Linked DNA regions of Cricetulus griseus: region 2 is linked to region 1. Evidence: chromatin contacts called from public Micro-C data. All regions are on one chromosome and are shown on one strand. The core of a region is the stretch at or near the end of the contact, and the rest is flanking DNA. Distances in the headings are between cores, read along the strand shown.

Region 1 (3,872 bases), core at 398-2,897:
CACACGGGATCCTACTAAGTGCCTTTGGCACTATGCCATTGCCTGGTAATAAAAATTAAATCATACATGAACACAAAACTTGTGTGTGAATTTTCATAGCTATAGTCATAATAGTCCCCAAGATGTTTATAAGCAAGTAAAAAGATAAACCAAATATCCACACAAATAGCATTTGACTCAACATAAAAGTAATAGCCAAGAGCATGAGCATATTTCAGAAACAATAGGTAGTTAGGATATAGAAGCCAGAAAGAAAAATTTACATATGGTAAATCTCCAATTATATGAAATTCTAGAAAACTAAAATTAATATGTGATGATAGGTAGATTAGTGCTTGCCTGGGCCCAGGAGTTGGGAAAAGCTCCAGTGTCAAGAGTTACAAGAATATATGCCAGGAAAATAAAGATTTTCTTTACTCTGAGTGGTATTAGTTACATGGGTGCACACATTTAAGATTATTTTTTACATTGTTTATTTGGGGTGGGGAGACAGTGTTTGCCATAGATCTTTGTGGAAATCAGAGGATAATTGAAGAGACTAGGTTCTCTCCTTCCAGTATGTTGGAGCCAGGGGTGGAACTCAGGTTGAAAAGTTCATCAGCAAGCACCTTTACCTGCTAAGCCATCTCACTCATAATACTGTACAGTTTAAATGGCTGTAGTTTATTGTATGCAAATTATGTATCAACAAGTTTGTTTTAAAAATAATACTGACAAATGCTCTCTGTTATATTTCCTGCTTTATCATAATAACCAAAAACATAATTTAAAAAAATAACTTTGTATCACTACATTTCTTCCTTATGAACCCATACTCAGTACTAGGGTTTCCTAGATCATTTTCTAAGAATGCATAGATTATTCTCTAAGTATGTTTTTGAACATCTCTGAAAATCAATGCCAAGGTCATAGTATGTGAAAGCTCTCTCCTTCCTCTTGAAAATGGATTTCTACTTTGGCATCTCTGCTTTCTGTGACTGTTTATCTTTGCCAATCTCCCACCCAAAAGAGGTAAACAATAAGTCTGTCATCATCTAATTTGTGAGATCTCTTCGTTCCCTGGCTTGTAATTCACCTAAATTAGGAGACTGGAAACTTACTCAGAGCTATTTCATGCTCTTTCATCTTGACTTTCTTTCGTAAAGGGACTTCTGAGTCGGGGATATTATGGGAGAATTTAGACTGCAATTCTAGAAGCCATTCAATGCTTGTGAGCCATTATGTTACCCTGTGTCAGGATGTCTGGCTCCAAGGCTGATGTGGACTATGTCTGAGTACCTTTCTACGTGAGCACACCACAATTTCCTGCCTGAGAGTCCAATATTGATCTGCTCAGACCACTAAAGGATTTTTACTCTCCTTCACTACTTTGGTGACAGGAGACAAGGTTACTTATGCCTTTTGTCTTGTGTGGATGTCATTTACTCACATGCGACAGATGCATGTATAATACATGTCATACTTAGCATTCTATGTTCAAAGTTGCTGAAAAGACTTATCCTCTCTGGGCAAAAGCATCTCAAGTTTGGAGAAGGGAGAGTTAGATGACAGTTTGTGTTCTGAGCCTTGGAGCCTCAGAGCCTGCAGCCTCTAGTCTGCTTCCCCCAGCCTTTGTTGGCCTGTTGCTAGGCAAAGGAGAGAACAGAGTGGAGTGTCTTATGTCAGTGCCAGGGAGCTATGAGTCAAGGAATAAAATTTAGCTGTCCTGGTATGTGAGGTATGTGCTGCCTGCTTTTCCTGTTAAGAACACAGGTATTAAAAACAAAACTGGGTTTGGTAAAAGACACCAGGGAAGAAGAAATTCTTTGTGCTTTGGACGCAGAGCTTGGAACCTTCTTGTCAGTGGATCACATAACAAAAGGGAGTACTTATCAAAATCTCATCAAAACATAACAGCACTCTGAGAGGGCTCAGAGTACTTCTATTAGAAAACTTACTTAGACTACTAGGATACACAAACCCCCTAACAATAATCCTGTAATACCCTCAAAGCCTAAAATGTACTAAAAAGAATGGAATGTTTTAAAGACTCCTGTCTCAGGTTTCCAGATACTATTTGCTGAGGCAGATTTCACTATACAGCCCAGGCTGGCTAGAAACCCATGATCCTCCCACCTCAGCCTCCTGGTTGCTAGGATTAAGGCATGTGCCACAACACTTGCCAAATTCTTTCTGAAGAGCACTGTGAGTGTTAGATTGACTCAGGGGGTCATCAGAGGTGTTTACAGAAATATAATCTGCAGGGCTGCAGAGATGGCTCATCATTAAGAATGTTTGCTGCTGTTTCAGATCTCAGCTCAAACTTCACCTCCAGGGGAATCTAATGACCTCTCCTGGCCTCCTAGGGCACCCCCAAATACAAATGTGCTTGTGCGCACACACACACACACACACACACACACACACACACACACACACACACACACACACTTTTTTCTAAAGAATTCTGATCTTAAAACCAGTGGTGGTGGTGCATGCCTTTAATCCTAGCACTAAGGAAGCAGAGGCAGGTAGATCTCTGTGAGTTCAAGGCCAGCCTGGTCTATAGAGAGAGTTCCAGAATGGCCAGGGCTACACAGAGAAATGCTGTCTCAAAAAAAAAATCCAATCTGTGATCCAACTTAATGTAAAATCCCTGGTGCCTGCTTTCCACCCTTGTTCATAGATAGCTCTTACCTGCAGAGATAACTAACTCTTCTGAGTCTGCTTGTTCTTTTGTTGGAACCATTCCTTTTCACTCTGGATGGAATCCCCTCCTAGATAACTTGTATGCATCAGCCCCATTCCTGCCTTTTAAGTCAATACAGAATAAAAACATATCCTTTGAGTCTGATAGTAGTCCTTTAAATATTGAAGAGGGAAATCCTGTTTGTCATTAGTTTCTAATTTTCTCAGTTAGAGATTTCCCAGTTCCTTCATTCCTTGCTCCTTGATTCTGTTTTCAGATTCTGTGCTGGATAAATTCAAAGAGACCAATAATATCCTTCATGCTGATTCAACCCTTAAGTGCAGTGTTACTTACGGATGAGATGACACATGGAACGCACTCGATCAGACACTTCCCACTTCCATTAGAGCTGCTCTGGCCTAATTGTTCATTCACCACATCAAGAATGCTATTCACAGTCAGAGACACTGTTCTTTAAGCATGGGAAACTTTCTGAAGCCTATTCAAAAGTATAAATCTATATTAATCATTGAACAAAACTACCATCAAAGCATGTTCATTCCTTAACATTCAGAGAGAGGCCACTCTGGTCCTACAATGTGATACAGAATAAGAGTAGTAGAAATGCCAAAGCATACAGAATTCTGAAATTGTAGGATAACATCTAAGTTGCCTGAGTATATTTCAGGCATATTGGAGCACAGAAGGTATTGCTGAAGGTCAATGACAGCGAGGACATTTCAAGGACTCTTGATAACTTTGTAGTTTCCCTAGCACGTTCTCTGTCAGATCACTCAATGTCATCCTCCAAGATTGCAGGGATGCTGATATGGGATGTTTTATCCCTAAAGTGGGAAGTTATATTATGTCATTAGACTTGTTAGAAAGAGTATTTTTTTAGATCAAGGTACATATTGTTTTCTATAGTCCCAAGCCCCTTTACAAGTCAGCACATTTGCCATGTTCTTGCTTTCTAATGCATGGCACAAGCACAGAGACCAGTCTTGGTGGAGCAAATGCTCCTCGCTAAATGGACTTCACTCTACAAGAAACTATAACCTAAGGGGTGATTCCCTCGCTGCATCCAAGTCTCCTCTTCTTTATGGGCTGATAATAGTTTTGTTCTCCACTTTGAAATCATGAAAGTGATCCCACTGGAATCTCTGTGCTGGAATTTGTAATGTTGGTTAGTGGAGGGAAGGTC
Region 2 (3,872 bases), core at 475-2,974, 280 kb after region 1:
TGCCTTCCCTAAACAGTTGGAGCTTTCATCAGATGAGGCTCCCAGGCTTGGAGGGGCACGGTGCAGATGGCAGCAAAAAGAGCCCAACACCTGTCTCTGGCGGGCCAGGCAAGAACCCTAGCACAGACCTCACAGACCTGGCCAGCTGGGCGTGGGTCTCTAAGGTCATTCTCACACCTGCGGAAGGGAGGGTGGCGAGCACTCTCCAGGTGTCTGGATCCCCAGGATGATTAAAGGAAACTGTTAAAAGGCGTGCAGGGAGAGCGCAGCGGGGGGACGCGTTGTGGAAGCCAAGCGTGGGAGGCTAGGGCTGTCTCCCTCCAGGCCTCAGGGACTGAAGAAACAAGCTGGCCAGAGATTTCCCTGTGCTTTTCTCCCCTCTTCCCGATGCAGGACGATTAGCCAGGGGCTGCAGTAGCTTTCCACTCAACCCAGCGACTTTTACACATTTCTGCCCAGGCATACAAGGCGCCTAAGCAGCAGGCGCTAAGAACCCAGGATTGAACATCCTTGGAACCCACTCCAAGTGCCCAGGCCCTTAATTCTCAAAGTCTTAGAATTCTGCGGCTCCGATGCCTACTGGGGATTGGGTTCCCTTAACCCAGGGCTTCCTTTTCTTGGGCAGGAGGAGGAGTCACAACCTCCCCCTCCCTTTCTCCTCCGCCTACGACCAGCTTGACTTAAAAAAAAAAAATAAAAATCTAATCTTTTATTTAAAGTCAACGGAGGAGCAGGAACCCCGCGCTCCTGCCTACAAGATATTTTTACTAACTCCTTAATCTCTGCCAAGAAGGGCAACCTTAAGGAACCTCTGTTTTCTGTTTGAAGATTTAGATAGCAAGGGAGGGGTGTGATAGTCTGGGCTGAAACTCGAGGGCTCTATGCACTTGGGAAGGGTTATTGGGGCAGAGGTAGGGTGGGACGAAAAAAACCCCAAATACTAACAATTTAACACGAGAATCAACTTGAAAAGCTCTGAATCAAACTGGGAGCTGAACCTACCATGCGGCTGGCTCCCAGGCACGAAGCCTCTGGAGTCCTCGTCCAAGGAGGAGAAAAGGGGTCAGGTGAATACTCAGCATGTGACCCTGAAGAGGGGGAGTCTTGGGTCAGGAGGGGCTGTGCCCATAGCCTAGGCGCGCCCACACGCACCCCTGGAGGAGAAAGGCCGAAAAGACATCTCCCGCCTCCGCCCCGGGCTGCTAGCACGGGACTGCGCCCCCAGCGCCCTGCCTAGCTTCTCCAGCTGAGCGCGAACCACTCTCAATGAGCCCCCAACCTGCTTAGGTTTCGTAAAAGTTAAAGTCACCCAGCCTCTTGTCCTTCCTGCATTGCCCATTTCTCTCCCCCCCACCCCCATCTCCCGCCAACGCCCCCAAATCTCTTGGGCTCGCCCTTCCTGAAAGTAGGCGAGGCCCAGAAGCCAAAGCTGGGGAGAAGGAGGAGGGAGGGGTGGGGGTGGGAAAGGGGAGGAGCCGAGCGTAGCGGCCCAAGGGCGTGTCCTGCACTAGCCACGCCCCTGGGTGCGCGCGGTGGTGGTGGCGGAGGCCCAGCCTCGCTCTGAGAGACAGGTATCGCTTAGACGCCATGTTGTGAGCGGAAGTGGGGGAGCGCGCGGCGGTCGCTGTTCTGCTGGAAGCGGGCGCGGGAACCGGCGGGGAGGGGAGGTGGGGGGCGGAGCCGTAGTCCGGGCGGCGGAAGGAGGAGAGGAAGAAAGGGGCGAGCCCTGGTGCCTGGCGGCGGCGCGAGGCTCTCGCTCGGAGTGCGGACGGCTGTGGCCAGGCGCTGGGCGTTCGGGCGGTCAGTGTCGGCGTCGAGCTCGCTCTCGGGAGCCGCGGCTGTTCTGCTGCGGCTTTTCGACTCTGCCTTGCGCTCGAGCGGCGAAGGAGCCGGGCCGGCCGTGGGGCGGGTGGGGAGGGAGGAGGTGGTGAAAGCGGCGGGCCGGGGGGGGGGAAGATGCCGCTGGCGCAGCTGGCGGACCCGTGGCAGAAGATGGCTGTGGAGAGCCCTTCCGACAGCGCTGAGGTGAGTGCAGCCGGGCGGCGGGGCAGGCGCGCCCCTTCCCCACGCCTCCGCCGGCTAGCTCTCTTCCCTGGAGCTGCCCCTTTGACCACCTTCTTGGGCTCACATCTTGTCCCGGGTGCGGGATTCTGCTTTGGGTCTTTGGGGTTTGCCCATCTGTCTATTCCTCCCTCCTTCACCCTCACCTCTCCCTGGCTTTTTTTTGGGGGGGCGGCTGCCGGTGTGGCGGCGCGTGGGGTTTTGGAGTGGGCGCTGAGGCTTTGCAAGAAGCCGGTTTTAATCAACTTTGCGTGGGGGAAGCAGGAGGCAGAGCGGGAGCCGGCGGGGAGTTGGGAAGTTTGGCCCTGCCGGCTCCGGGGGCTTCTCCGGAATCTTAGCGACTTTGGGGTAATGGGTTCGGTTCACCCTGGAGCCAAGACTTGAGTCTGGCCGAGCGAGGGAGTTGCTGCAGAGAGACGGGCACACGCCGGGCAGAGTGTTGAGGGTTTTGAGTAAGGGGTACAGGACTGAGGGTCACCCCCCCCCATCTGCTGCAGCGCTTTCTGCTGCCGCACAAGAAAAACCAGACGTCTCCGGTCCCCTACTCCCTGTTTGGGGGGTGGTCACTGAGTTGTAAGACCCCGAGTATAACTTTCTTTCTTGTCGGTGGAGGTGAGCGGGTGAAATTCAAGGAGATCAGCGGTCGCTGTAATGGGCTCTCTGGTTTTCTTCGCCCGGGATCTGGTGACCATCCCTGAGATACCCACCCCAGTGTCAAAAAGCCCAAACAATATACCCAAACAAGGCAAAACAGAATTTCTGCGAACACATCCCTGCACCGAGCTTTTCGCAGCCGCCCTGTCCCAGAATCAACTCGAGATCTGAGAAAATAATACAGACAAGATCCATTCCAGGGTATCAGCGCTCTTCTCCAGAGTGGAAAAATCAGTTCCTGATGGTGGCGCGTCTGTGATTCTTCTTTCTTGACTTTTCGCTGCCTTCTATCCTCGCAGCGGACTTTAGGGGATTACAGGATGATAGGCTGGGTGTGTGTAATAGTTACTGAGCGAGTGACCCCATTTCTGGAAAGCATGACTGAAACGCGGGGGTGGAATGGGGCAGGCTCTGATGAGTGGTGTACTTGGCGGCAGCCGCTGCCCCTGCCGGCCTCCGCAGTGTGAGAGGTAGATAGGGTTACTGGTTACGTCAGTAAAACTCAGGCTCAGTTTGGTGTGAGATGCAGGACACTTACAATCTCCTGGAGGGGGAAGGGGAGGAAAGAGGAATCCAATCAAATCGTCTTTCAGGTTTTCTCCCTAGTCACTCCACTGCCATATAATTTATTTGATCTTCCTAAATGCAGGAAGAGTTGTAATAAAGCATACAAGCCCATACTTAATATATTTTGCTACTAGATAATGCATTTAATATCTAAATGCTGTTCAAAAATAAAGGAGACATAGATGTAGATATATATTGCCATGGTTTTTTTTTAAGGAAAAAAGAAAAATCGCGTTTTTAAGACTGACAGAAATACAAGAATTTTATTTAAATTTGAGAGCCGATGTGATTCTATAAGTCTTTAGTAACAAAGTTAAATTTAGAATGTTTAATCACCATTTGAATGGATAGTGTGAAAAACAGTCTGGCAAGGGATCCTCTTCATTTTTTGTTTCTTCAGAAAAAAAATCGCATTTAAAAATACAGTTTATCAAGGTGATTAAAATGTTCCCAAAGTGCCACACCTGTCAATGAAATTGTATATACTTAGAATCTGCTTTTTAATTTAGTTTTGTGGGACTTTTTAAAAGTTTTTTGAGACAACCCAGGCTCACCTGGAACTATGTAGAGCAGGCTGGCCTTGGTCTCAC

The links. Hi-C and Micro-C count contacts between places; a contact is called where the count stands out from the background.
Region 2: a Micro-C map of the CHO-K1 cell line shows a contact between it and region 1, with 5 times the contacts expected there. The contact joins the promoter of Rps6ka3 here to the enhancer-like site in region 1. A contact is called at or near these places in 2 of 8 Hi-C or Micro-C datasets (both in the CHO-K1 cell line).

Annotation. Positions count from the first base shown.
Region 1 is chrX:93,908,279-93,912,150 of CriGri-PICRH-1.0, forward strand. No RefSeq gene overlaps it. Among named protein-coding and RNA genes, the nearest start is that of Trnak-cuu, 60 kb to the right of the region's middle. Within about 2 kb of position 1,648, at least 1 of the 6 cell types and tissues checked has open chromatin away from gene starts, as enhancers often do. A contact at or near this core is called in the CHO-K1 cell line, where this site is marked.
Region 2 is chrX:94,186,691-94,190,562 of CriGri-PICRH-1.0, forward strand. Rps6ka3 (ribosomal protein S6 kinase alpha-3) reads left to right here and starts at 1,725. Exons shown (of 22, transcript XM_027432762.2): 1 at 1,725-2,025. The coding sequence starts at 1,957.